Regions from separate parts of the Mus musculus genome. Here regions 2 and 3 are each linked to region 1. The links are chromatin contacts, called in public Hi-C and Micro-C maps. All regions are on one chromosome and are shown on one strand. The core of a region is the stretch at or near the end of the contact, and the rest is flanking DNA. Distances in the headings are between cores, read along the strand shown.

Evidence for each region. A called contact is a pair of places that touch in the nucleus more often than the background predicts.
Region 2: a contact with region 1 is called in a Hi-C map of the C2C12 cell line, with 2.1 times the contacts expected there. The contact joins two enhancer-like sites. A contact is called at or near these places in 2 of 484 Hi-C or Micro-C datasets (the C2C12 cell line and cortical neurons) and 2 of 115 datasets of contacts at active chromatin or transcription factors (bone marrow-derived macrophages and embryonic fibroblasts).
Region 3: a Micro-C map of granulosa cells shows a contact between it and region 1, with 2.8 times the contacts expected there. The contact joins two enhancer-like sites. A contact is called at or near these places in 2 of 39 promoter capture datasets (the 3T3-L1 cell line and hippocampal neurons), 4 of 15 datasets of contacts at CTCF or cohesin (embryonic stem cells, hippocampal excitatory neurons and pro-B cells), 99 of 484 Hi-C or Micro-C datasets (the 3T3-L1 cell line, 3T3-L1-derived adipocytes, the AML12 cell line and 45 more) and 7 of 115 datasets of contacts at active chromatin or transcription factors (the HL-1 cell line, astrocytes, cardiomyocytes and 3 more).

The regions. Positions count from the first base shown.
Region 1 is chr17:74,807,349-74,810,788 of GRCm38.p6, forward strand. All of the region lies in intron 13 of Ttc27 (tetratricopeptide repeat domain 27), which reads left to right. Among named protein-coding and RNA genes, the nearest start is that of Ttc27, 91 kb to the left of the region's middle. Within about 2 kb of position 1,808, at least 27 of the 459 cell types and tissues checked have an H3K27ac peak or open chromatin away from gene starts, as enhancers often do. A contact at or near this core is called in the C2C12 cell line and granulosa cells, where this site is marked.
Region 2 is chr17:75,249,790-75,253,229 of GRCm38.p6, forward strand. It overlaps Ltbp1 (latent transforming growth factor beta binding protein 1), which reads left to right. Exons shown (of 34, transcript NM_019919.4): 9 at 2,555-2,626. Among named protein-coding and RNA genes, the nearest start is that of Rasgrp3, 180 kb to the right of the region's middle. Within about 2 kb of position 1,627, at least 38 of the 459 cell types and tissues checked have an H3K27ac peak or open chromatin away from gene starts, as enhancers often do. A contact at or near this core is called in the C2C12 cell line, where this site is marked.
Region 3 is chr17:75,085,725-75,089,164 of GRCm38.p6, forward strand. All of the region lies in intron 3 of Ltbp1 (latent transforming growth factor beta binding protein 1), which reads left to right. Among named protein-coding and RNA genes, the nearest start is that of Ltbp1, 82 kb to the left of the region's middle. Within about 2 kb of position 1,832, at least 64 of the 459 cell types and tissues checked have an H3K27ac peak or open chromatin away from gene starts, as enhancers often do. A contact at or near this core is called in granulosa cells, where this site is marked.

The DNA.
Region 1 (3,440 bases), core at 558-3,057:
CAGTGTGAATGCCAGATGCTGTGTGTGTATGTGTGTCTGTGTCTGTGTCTGTGTCTGTGTCTGTGTCTGTGTCTGTGTCTGTGTGTAGTACAGGGGGATTGAACCCGAGTGTTGGCACATGGCAACTATACATTATACTACGCAGCAACATCTCCTGACTCAGATGTCTCTTAAATTAGCCACAGGAAATTCAGGAAGAAGGGAAAGTACCTTTTTGCAGGAGATGTGATATGGTTTTGGGTGTTAAATAGGAGGTGACGGTGCTGTGTTAAAGCAAAGATAGCTGACAGTCCCTTAGAGCTAAAAGCCTGAGTGAAAAGCCATTGTATAGAGCATGCAGATGCTGCTCCTCGGACTTAAATTGAAACTGCAGTAGTAAGCAAATGTCTTAGAGAACATTGTACCAGCTTAGAATATGAGACCGAGCCCTGTACTCTGGACATCTCCAGTGACTGGAGGAAGGTAGGAGAAGGACACTGCCAGAAATACAAATGAAATGGAATATACTCGGGTCAACACAGCACATTGGCCAGAGGGGAAAGAACTAAGGGAAGGGATCATAGAAATGAAACTATCAGGGTGATGCCAAATGCTATAACATTCATAGAAAGCCAAGAACTGGTCCCTGGCTTGAAGCCTGCTGGTGACGATCAAAAACAGACTCTGAGGACTGAAGAGTGGGTGCGGTGAGACAGCAGATTACTATCAGTAACCTGCTTCCTAGGGAGATGGTGGTCAAATGCAGTGCTGAACCGAGAATAGACAGCTAAGTAAAGAGATACTAGACGGCCTTGTTTTATTGCAGGCAGAAGTGAAACACTGGTGGACAAAGGTGAAGGGAAGCCAGTGGCAGTGCTGAGTGGTAGGGGGCAGTCAACGGGACTAATGCTTTCCTGAGACTGGAGCTTTTTAAAGCACTGATGATCTAAGCTAGGATGTAACGTGGATTCCTTTAGCAGTATTGAGAGATGCAAAAGCTTGTTAAGATGCAGGCTTGCAATCCTTTGTTTTTTGTGTGTCAGTGGGGAGAGGAGAGGTGTGAGTCCCCTGTGAGCAGTGGTAGAATAAATGGGCAGTGTGCTTTTGCTGCCTAGAGGCGAATGAAGCAACAATGGATGGTCAGGAAAGGCCTGATGGAGAAGTGATTTTCACTGAGCACTTAAAGAAGGGTTAGATTCACAGAAGTGAAACTGGGGGCATGTCTTCTGGGAATAATATATTCTGCATGTGCAAACACCAGTCATTTAGAAAGCAAAGATTCTTGGTGACTGTAGAGTTCTGACTTTATTCTATTCTATCCTAATAGTAACACAGCAAGGAGTTTTACATATGACCAGGCTTCAGGTACTGACTTTTAAGCACTCTGTAGATACTCTTAGCCAGCGGCACAATCACCAAGATCCTTAATGTTTTTACTAACTTTATAGATGAAGAATTAGAAGTGTCAGTTTGTACCAGCCGCTGTAGTTGATGAAGACAGGAGTTGATATTCAGCCTGGACATTTGCCCTAGCTTCAGAGCTCTTAACTTCTCGGTTTGACCTCTGTAGGAGATTGTGGAGGACACAGTGCCATATTGGCCAAGGCCAAGTCTAGAGCGTCCTGAATACCTTCAGCTGTTAGCGTAGACGTTGTTTCCCGTCAACAAAGAGTCACTGGGCTATTGGAAGAAGCAGAATAAAGTTGTAAGATTGGAGCTGTCTGGCACAGGGTGCCCAGTGAATCTCCTGAGCTCTCCCTGTGAGTCAGACCTTTGAATCATGGTTCATCCCAAGGCCTGGGCCATACTCACCCTTATGTACAGGGCAAATGTTGCCTGTCCTTTTAGTGGTTTTTGTTTTGAGGCAGGATCTTACTGTGTAGGCTAGGTTGGCTTTGAGCTTGTCATTTTTCTGCTTCAGCCTCCCTAACACTGGGTTTATGGCATGTGACACTATGCCTGACTCATTTTAGTTTTTGAAAGGATAAAGTATCTACATTTGAAATGTGACCCAATAATTTCTGTCGTAAAGTTATTACTTGTGGTAGAAAATTCAAGGAGGTTGGTGTTCCCTTTTCAAAGAGCAGACAGGATGGACATATGTGAATAATATGTACAGAAAAAAAAGAGTCTTTTTCTTTCTTTCTCATATTGGCTAGCAATAAAAAAAAGAAAGGAAGGAAGGAAAAAAAAAAGAAAGGAAGGAAGGGAAAAAAAAGAAAGAAACTCCTAAGGCTTAATTTTACAGCTGCCAAGAACCCTGTGGTAGCGTCTGGGCCGTGATAGAGTGGGGAAGGTGGAAACCCTGCCTGATGCCTGCTTGGTTCTGAGACCTAGGAACCCCAGAGGCATGGCACAGGCCGGTCTGTTCTGTGCCTGCATAAGGTGGAAAGCCGAGTCTGCAATCACTCCACTGCTCGGAAAAGCAGAGCCAGCATACGTATGGGCTAGCTCAGTTCTGGTGCAGTCAGCTCTCTGCAGCAAACGTGCAACTGTCTCTCCCGCCTGTTGCTCTGCAAGGTGATGAGAGAAATCACTCTTGCCCGTTATCTGTAGCCAACAGGGAGATAAACCTTCTGGGAAGGTCTCGGGAGCAGATGACTTACGTGGTGTAAGTTTTCTGGAAAGAAGAGGCAAATAACAGAATAGCTGTAAACATCCAAACAAGAAACAGCATTAAACAACCAATAGTAGAATTCTTTTACAACAGTAAAAGGAAAATTAAGGAAACTATCCCCTTAGGGAGACAGTAAAACTGACAGGTTAAAGAGTGTTCTCCTTCAGTGAGGGGAATATTAGAGTGCAAGTATGGTGATGCACGACTTAAGAGCATGGAGCATGTCTTGGGGAAAGCCACTACCAAACAGAGGTGGCAGTGATCTTGGATTTGGCCTAAGGGTATTTCCTGTTTGTTGAACTATATTCAACAGCTTGTTTTCATTTGTGCCATGAGACTGAGGTAGGGAAGAAGGCACAGGATAGAGAACGGGGCGTGCCTTTAGGGCTAGATTATGTTAACCTTTAGTTCATGTGACAGACAGACGCCAACCAGTTGGTCCCGAAGGGACATAGCAGAAATTGTGAACTTGTTTATTCATGTGGACAGCGCCCCATTCCCACCCCCAAGCCCCCCAGTCCCTTAGGAAGAAGGAACTCTGGGTAGCAAGTCAGAAAACTGGCGAGGCAGTGGTGGTGCACGCCTTTAATCCCAGCACTTGGGAGGCAGAGGCAGGCAGATCTCTGAGTTCAAGGTCAGCCTGGTCTACAGAGTGAGTTCCAGGACAGCCGGGACTACACAGAGAAACTCTGTCTTGAAAACAAAACAAAACAAAACAAAAGGAAATTGTGATATCCAAGCAAGTGGTATTTCTGTCTGTTTCCTTCGTGCTGTAAAGTTATCTTTTTAGTCATAAAAGTAATTTTACTCATTCTCTAGTGGCCTTAGATGGCTAATTTCTATT
Region 2 (3,440 bases), core at 377-2,876, 440 kb after region 1:
AGATTTCAAAGAAACACATTTTAGAAAGGCAGTACTAACTTGTTTCAGGGTGAGTTTTATTAAACTTCTGTTCTTCCCCCCCCCCCAACTGACTTTTTCTTCCTTTTTTTCTTCTCAGTCATCAGTTTCATAAAGCTTTTATAAAGACTTTTATAATTGTCTCTCCCTCTCATCTTAAAGGGACATCTCATTTGCTACAGTCAGATGATGTTTATTTATCGACTGAATTGATACTCTTGCTTGTCTTTAAAACCCTTTTAAGTATTTTTATTTTATATATATGCATGTTTTGCTTGCATGCTTATATGTGTATCCCATTTGTGCCTGGTACCCACAGAGTTCAGAAGAAAGTGTCAAATCCCCTAGAAGTAGAGTTATGTATGGCATGAGCCACCGTGTAGATGCTGGAAACTGAGCAACAAGTGCTCTTAACTACTGAGCCATCTCTCCAACTTCTCACTTGCCCTTTAAACCTTTTTGTTTAACCTAAAAAACCTACTACTTGTCTTTTTAAAACTACTCTCCCAGCATGGTAATTTTCTGTAAACCACCTCTTCCTTTGTCTGCCCTTCTGATTCCTAGTTTCTCAAACATACAGGGTCTCTGATTACCTGAAGTATTCATTCAATTTGTTGACACTACTTAGCGTTTGTTAGAAATTCCTGCTAAAGTTTGTGAACATTGGTTCTTCCTTAAAGAGAGAAAAAAGTCCCATGAGATCCTCAGTAGTCAAAGAATGTCTCACATGGATTTTCCAAGGGGGCCGGATGATGGTTAGTTAGATGGATTTCCACGAAGCAGGCTGGTTGAATGATAACGATCCCACATTACTTAAAGACCTGTTTACCTAAATTATTTTGGTTCTCTGACTGAAGGGACCTCTGGGATACATTTGAAATTATTTGAAGAACTTGGTGTTTTAGAGTTGGGGTGACACAAACGTGACTGCCTCCCGCTGTCATTCGCTGTTGATTCTGATGAGTCATTAACCTGGAATCTGTATCTAAATGGCTAAAAGCACACTGCCATCTGCCCCATTCATTTGTCATGTGTGTTTGTCTAATGCTGTTGTGGTAGAGACATGTTTCCCCCTGTTAGGTCTAAGGATGGGGGTGAGAGAGGATCCTCCAACCTGCGTTCTGGTCTCCTTCTGTTTCTTTATATATTTTTCTTCTTCCCCTTTATTTTTCTTTTTCCATTTGTTGGCTGCTTTGTGCCTTTTCTCCAATCTTAGCTATTTCTATTTTTTTCTCTTTTCTAAATTCCAAAGGAGCCGAGAGTGACAGATGTTAGGAGTAAAGGGGTTCACATCATCTCCCCCCTTAATTCCTAAGGCTATTATTATTCCTGACCTCCAGCCATTTGTTTCTAGCATTGCATCATCTGGGCAGGAACCCACTGCTTTATATGGTGTTGTTAGCGCCACAGCTCAGTACTGACGATGACTTCAGCGGAATGGGAAAGTACAGAGTCGCCCTTTTTAACAAAAACGTTGGTGAAAATAAGCCCGTGGCTCATTTGATGTCTGAATTGAAGAGATGGCTTTGGTTTCAGAGTGGTAGGGATGAGGAGTGAGGTGAACTCTCACATCCTGGCATTTGCTGTGCTTATACTGTCTGAAGTGACTCACCAGCAAGCAGCACACTCAAGGTCACATTCTTCTTAAGATCTTTCCTTCCCTTGTTTGGCACTACTCTCTAAATGGTATTCATGCTGGAAGAGAGCAGACGGTCCTTGGCTTCTATATATGATGGTTGGGGTTCCATGACCTTGTTTAGTTTGTACTTTGTTTTGTTTTTCTCCAAATAGTTCAAACCTCAACTTTCACGTGGCTTTCATTTAATGAAGTTTTGTTTAGCCTCATGCAAAAACCTTTCATTGTCAATAATTTTCTTTTTGCTATTGAAAACTCAATTTTAAATCTACAAATTGTTTCATTAACTAGTTTATCATCTATTAGCGATGTGCTTAGTGTGAACAAGTCGATTGTCTCCTCAAAGTTTTAGAAGAAAATTGGCTTAGAATCCTAAGCAGAGGGAGACAAGGTCATCTGGTCTGGCTCCATGCCTTGAAGAGACTGCTGAATATGATCCTTTTGTCACTGAAGGACTCGCAACTGAGGTCCCGGTTTCTGTAGGCACCCACATTGGTGTCTTCATTGTAGGGGACAACACTGGACTTGAGGCCAATGGATGAATGAAGCAACTTCCACATGCCAATGTTTCCCCTGTTAGCCCACTGTTTCTTGAAACAAGTATCTGTAGGGGAATGCATCTTATGATGGGAATATTTAATAACGAATTAGAAGATAATACAAAGCAGTCTTAACGTTCAGTTAATACAGTAAAGGTTTCCTGTCAACTTCCTAGGAATACAGCTAGTGCAATAGGAAGCACACTGAGAACAAGCATGCAAGCATGAGGCGGAAGTCTCTGTTGGTACTCATAGCTTGTAAATGGTCAATCTATTGGTGTGGTAAATGGCACCACATCTAGCAGCTTCCGATCACAAGAACTTAAATCATAATGAATGCTTTTCTTCCCGCCATTTACAGCCTATCATGGATATACTCAAATGATGGAATGCCTACAAGGATATAAACGGGTTAACAACACCTTTTGTCAAGGTAAGGCTTTTGGAATGTACTGATGTGGACCCCCTGGGTAGAAGCTTGAGTTCTTTTGTCACATGATGCTCCGGGGCCCAGCATGTGACAGTTACATGGTAGATGTGTGATGTCCTGCTCTCTCCAGGTGGCTAAGGGCATACTGATATGTGATTGGTAAAGTTTTTACTTACTCTTTCAAGCTACTGGAATGCTTACCATTTCTTAACTTGTGGCAAAACCCTGCAGGAGCGTGGCTAGCACTGAGCAGACCCGGGTCCCCACACTGGTTATGTTCTATGTGTGCACGGGTACCCGCACCTGTGCCTGCTTAGCCGAGGTACTTCCCTGCTGACCTATCATCTACAACACAGTTCCCTTTTCTCCTCCCATGAGTATTTTGCTACCCATCTCAGATTTTGTAAGAACTAAATACTGGCCTGAACAGGTGTCCTCTAGGCAGCCAGAAAAGCCAGAGCCTTAAATGTGAGATGCCCTGAGTACTTTGCTTCATTTTCTTAGCATCATAGGGAAGTTGTAGATACTGGGAAGACCTCATAATTTATCAAGTCTTGGGCCTAGAAGTGAAAAACCTAAAGCCACACTGAGAGGTTAGATGTCTTCTGTGTGGCTGGGTAGAGTTGAAAGCATATCTCAATTTGACCAGTGCCTGCTTCAGGACTAATATCATCAAATTTTCATCTAGTTACTTAGGGGAACCACTGCCAAGAGTCCTCAGGCAGCGCTAGGATTTCTTCATACTTAGTCTGTAAATTATTTCTTTATGTCGTGTTCTAAGAATTTACTTCAAAGTTTCTTGGTTGTCTATGGCTTC
Region 3 (3,440 bases), core at 582-3,081, 280 kb after region 1:
ACCTATTAGGGAGAGGGTAGTCAAATCGTCTGCAAGTATAAGTTTTCCTCACACTGGTGCAGACTTTCCAGTGATGTCTTGAGCCATCCACACTCCTGTAATAAACTCACTGGTTCATTAAGCTATTGTGTGTTTCTATTCTTATTAGTTAATACTTAAAATAGTTAAATATAAGCTAACCATAAAAGTATATAACAGAGATTGCATACTTATTTTGTGACATTTATTCCTAAGTAATATGGTTTTTGTTTGTTTGTTTGTTTCAGGTGTGGCATGCATTTGTTTAATTATCTGCTAAGGTCTAAAGTTGCCAGGAAGGTTCTTAGGATTTTCTCTGTGGGTGACTCAGCCCAGGTGACGTCCACATGATAGAAATCACAGTATTGCTTCAGAATTGGAAATACTGCGCAAACCTAGTGAAAAAGTGCCGTTCTTTAAAATTAAAAAACAAAGGCCACATGTTTTTGTGTTCAAATTAATTTAAGTTATTTGTAAAAAAATAAAGAGATAATGAAGCTTTCAGCTATACCCTCTGAATTGAACTCTTTCATCCTGGAAGAAGCCTCGTTAAGACTGAGGAAGAAAATGAAACTTAACAAGATTCAGGAAAGAAGCACAGTTTACAAGTCTCAGGAAGTTCCTGCAGTTTAAGAGAGTCACAAGGCCCCTCCGTATGGTTATACAAGCAGTAACAGTTGCTAAGGAGAGGGTAGCCAAATCGTCTGCAGGTATAAGTTTTCCTCACGCTTGTGCAGACTTTCCAGTGATGTGGTTGTCTTGAGCCATCCCCACTCCTGTAATAAATTCACTGGTTCATTAAGCTAGAGTGGGAGGGAATTGTATCTTTGATGTTTTGTTAGTGCCCTTTTTGGGGTGGAAAGACATTTGTTCATGCTCCCCCGCCCCTCTCCCCCCAAAAAAGTCTCACACAAAGCTCTGTTAGGAAGTCTTTGACAAAAACAGACAAACATCAAAACAAAACACAAAATAATATTGGGGATTTTCAATCTCACGTATATCATTATTTCATATGTACCATATGTTTCGTAAGTACTATGCTAACAGCTAGCATAAATATTCTTTCATTTTACTAAATAAGGGATCGCTGAAGTTACTTTTTCTTTCCTTCATATTATTTCTAGAGTTTATTTATATAAGTAAATATGCTATATATTTTAATTTTAAAGATTTATTTTTATTTTATGTACATGAGTGTTTTAAATGTGTATACATGTCCATCGCATGCATGCTGGATGCCTATTGAGGCTGGAAAAGGATGTTGGATTCCCTGGAACTGGGGCTGTAGACAGATGCAAGGGGCCATATTAGTGCTCAGAACTGAACCTGGGCCCTCTACAAGAATAGAAAGTAACTTCTGAGCCATCTCTCTAGCCCCTACAGCTATCTTTTTAAAGAGCAAAATACATGCAATGCTATCTGTGCCTTCTAATAAAGTCACATATTTGCCATCCTTGGTTAAAGTCTGGCTCTGCTGTTGATGGGCCTGGAATCAATAAATGAGTGATTCGCTGAATCATTGCCTATGGATACCAGGTCCTCTTTGGAATCACAGATGTAGTATGTGAAGTGTAAACTAAACCTTAGCCTTTACGAACTAATTGCTTCTAGCTGCCTCGCTGTGGCCAGTAAGGCCAGTTAAGTGACAGCACCGAAGGGCTTCCTGCTGCATGGGAAACACTACAGCCGTAGCTCAGGGATTTATAGCCACTGTAGAACTTTGCAGAGAATGTGTGCTTACTCTTTCCCAAGAAGAGCAGGCAGCCTCTAAAAGCTAAGAGGCTGCCCCTGAGCTGGCTTCTTTTTGTATGGAGACACTGCCCCTAGTGTTCAGGAAAGTAATGCATACTAGAAAATAGTCTAAGATTCTGATGTTCTCTCGAAAGTGAGTTGATTTTTTGCCGTCTGCTGTATAGTAGATCCCAGATGAACAGAATTCTTCAAATAGCTTTGGCTTTATTCTGCACTTAGGCAAGCCTGGAGTGGTGTGCCTCAGAGGCCCCAGGAGTTATCAATGCAATGTCATAAACCTGCTTTCCATCCGTCTTTCAAGGGGCTGCTGGTCTATTCCATGGTCCAGAGCTCTGAAGAGCACACAGACTACGTCTGGTTTGTATAATAGCTGTCCTTGGTGGCTTGCAGCTCACTCTCAGGGCATCTTTTTCTCAGATGGCGTTTTCTTCCTTTCGTCTTCTGGATTGGTTTTTTTGATGTCCCGACTACATGGAGTTGAATATGTATAGAGTTAGAAGACAGACACTATTTGGTAGTTGGTTGTTTTGTGTTTTAGTGCTAAAATTAACTTATGTTTCAGGATGTCTTAGAATCAGTGAAATTAGAGATGAGTCCTGGATCTACCAAGAGCCTTTGAAAACACTGGTGAGAGTTAGTGCAGCTAAGATTGTTGGAAGTTTCACTGTGGAAAGCTAATACTTAGCACAATGGTGGAATTATTGAGAGGTTTTTTTCTTCTTCCCCTTTTGGGTCAGCTGAACTGCTACTGAGAGTTTCATTATGTGAATGCATTTAAAATAAACTATTTATGAACCTGCTTAATGCCGTTGTGCTTTAATGTTGGGATGTTAACGTCTGCATGAATCCCAGAATGGATTTAGTATTCTATATCATGTTGGAATGATGACAGGCCATGGGGGCGTAGGACAATGCTGGCACATTTTCAAAGACATTCCTCCCTGATCTGGGTACTGTAATAAACACAACTGCAGCTCGCTCAATTCATTATACACACAGTGTGGGTAACAGTTTGGAAGCTTTTTTTTTTCATTTTATTTTCTTTCCTTCCTCCTCCTCCTCCTCCTCCTCCTCCTCCTCCTCCTCCTCCTCCTCCTCTTCCTCCTCTTCCTCCTTTCCCTTCTCCCCCTCCTCCCCCTACCTCCTCCTTCCCCTCCCCCTTCTTCTCTTCTCCCTCCTCCTCCTTTCTTTTTTGAGCCACTCTGGTTTTAGAGGATTATGTATAGAACTGGAAATAGTATCTATCTGGTAAAAAGAGAAGTTAGATTTGACCCTTTCTTTAAAAAGAAAAAAGAAAAAAAGTAGCGAGAACTGCTGGATATACACACAGTGTGTGAACACCCACAACAGTCAGCGTACAAAGGGGCTGCCTTAGAAAGCGTGGATGGGTGCGATTTGCTTAAGTAAGATTTCGCTGTCGGGCAGCAGGTGGCAAGCTTGGCTTTTCGGTGTTCCCCTGTCTTATTATTTTTTTTATACTGTAGGATGCCAAAATTCGAAGAGGGTGGTTTGAGTCCACTAGAATCTGTCATTTCTTGGCAGCGCAGCCTTGAACCACCTCCTTTCCTCACTGCGGGTAATTGCCTTTCTTTGGATACCACTGCCGACCTTCAATTCCCCTGTTGCAGATGCTAGGAATTAATTCATATGAGCAATGCTTTATTCTCTTG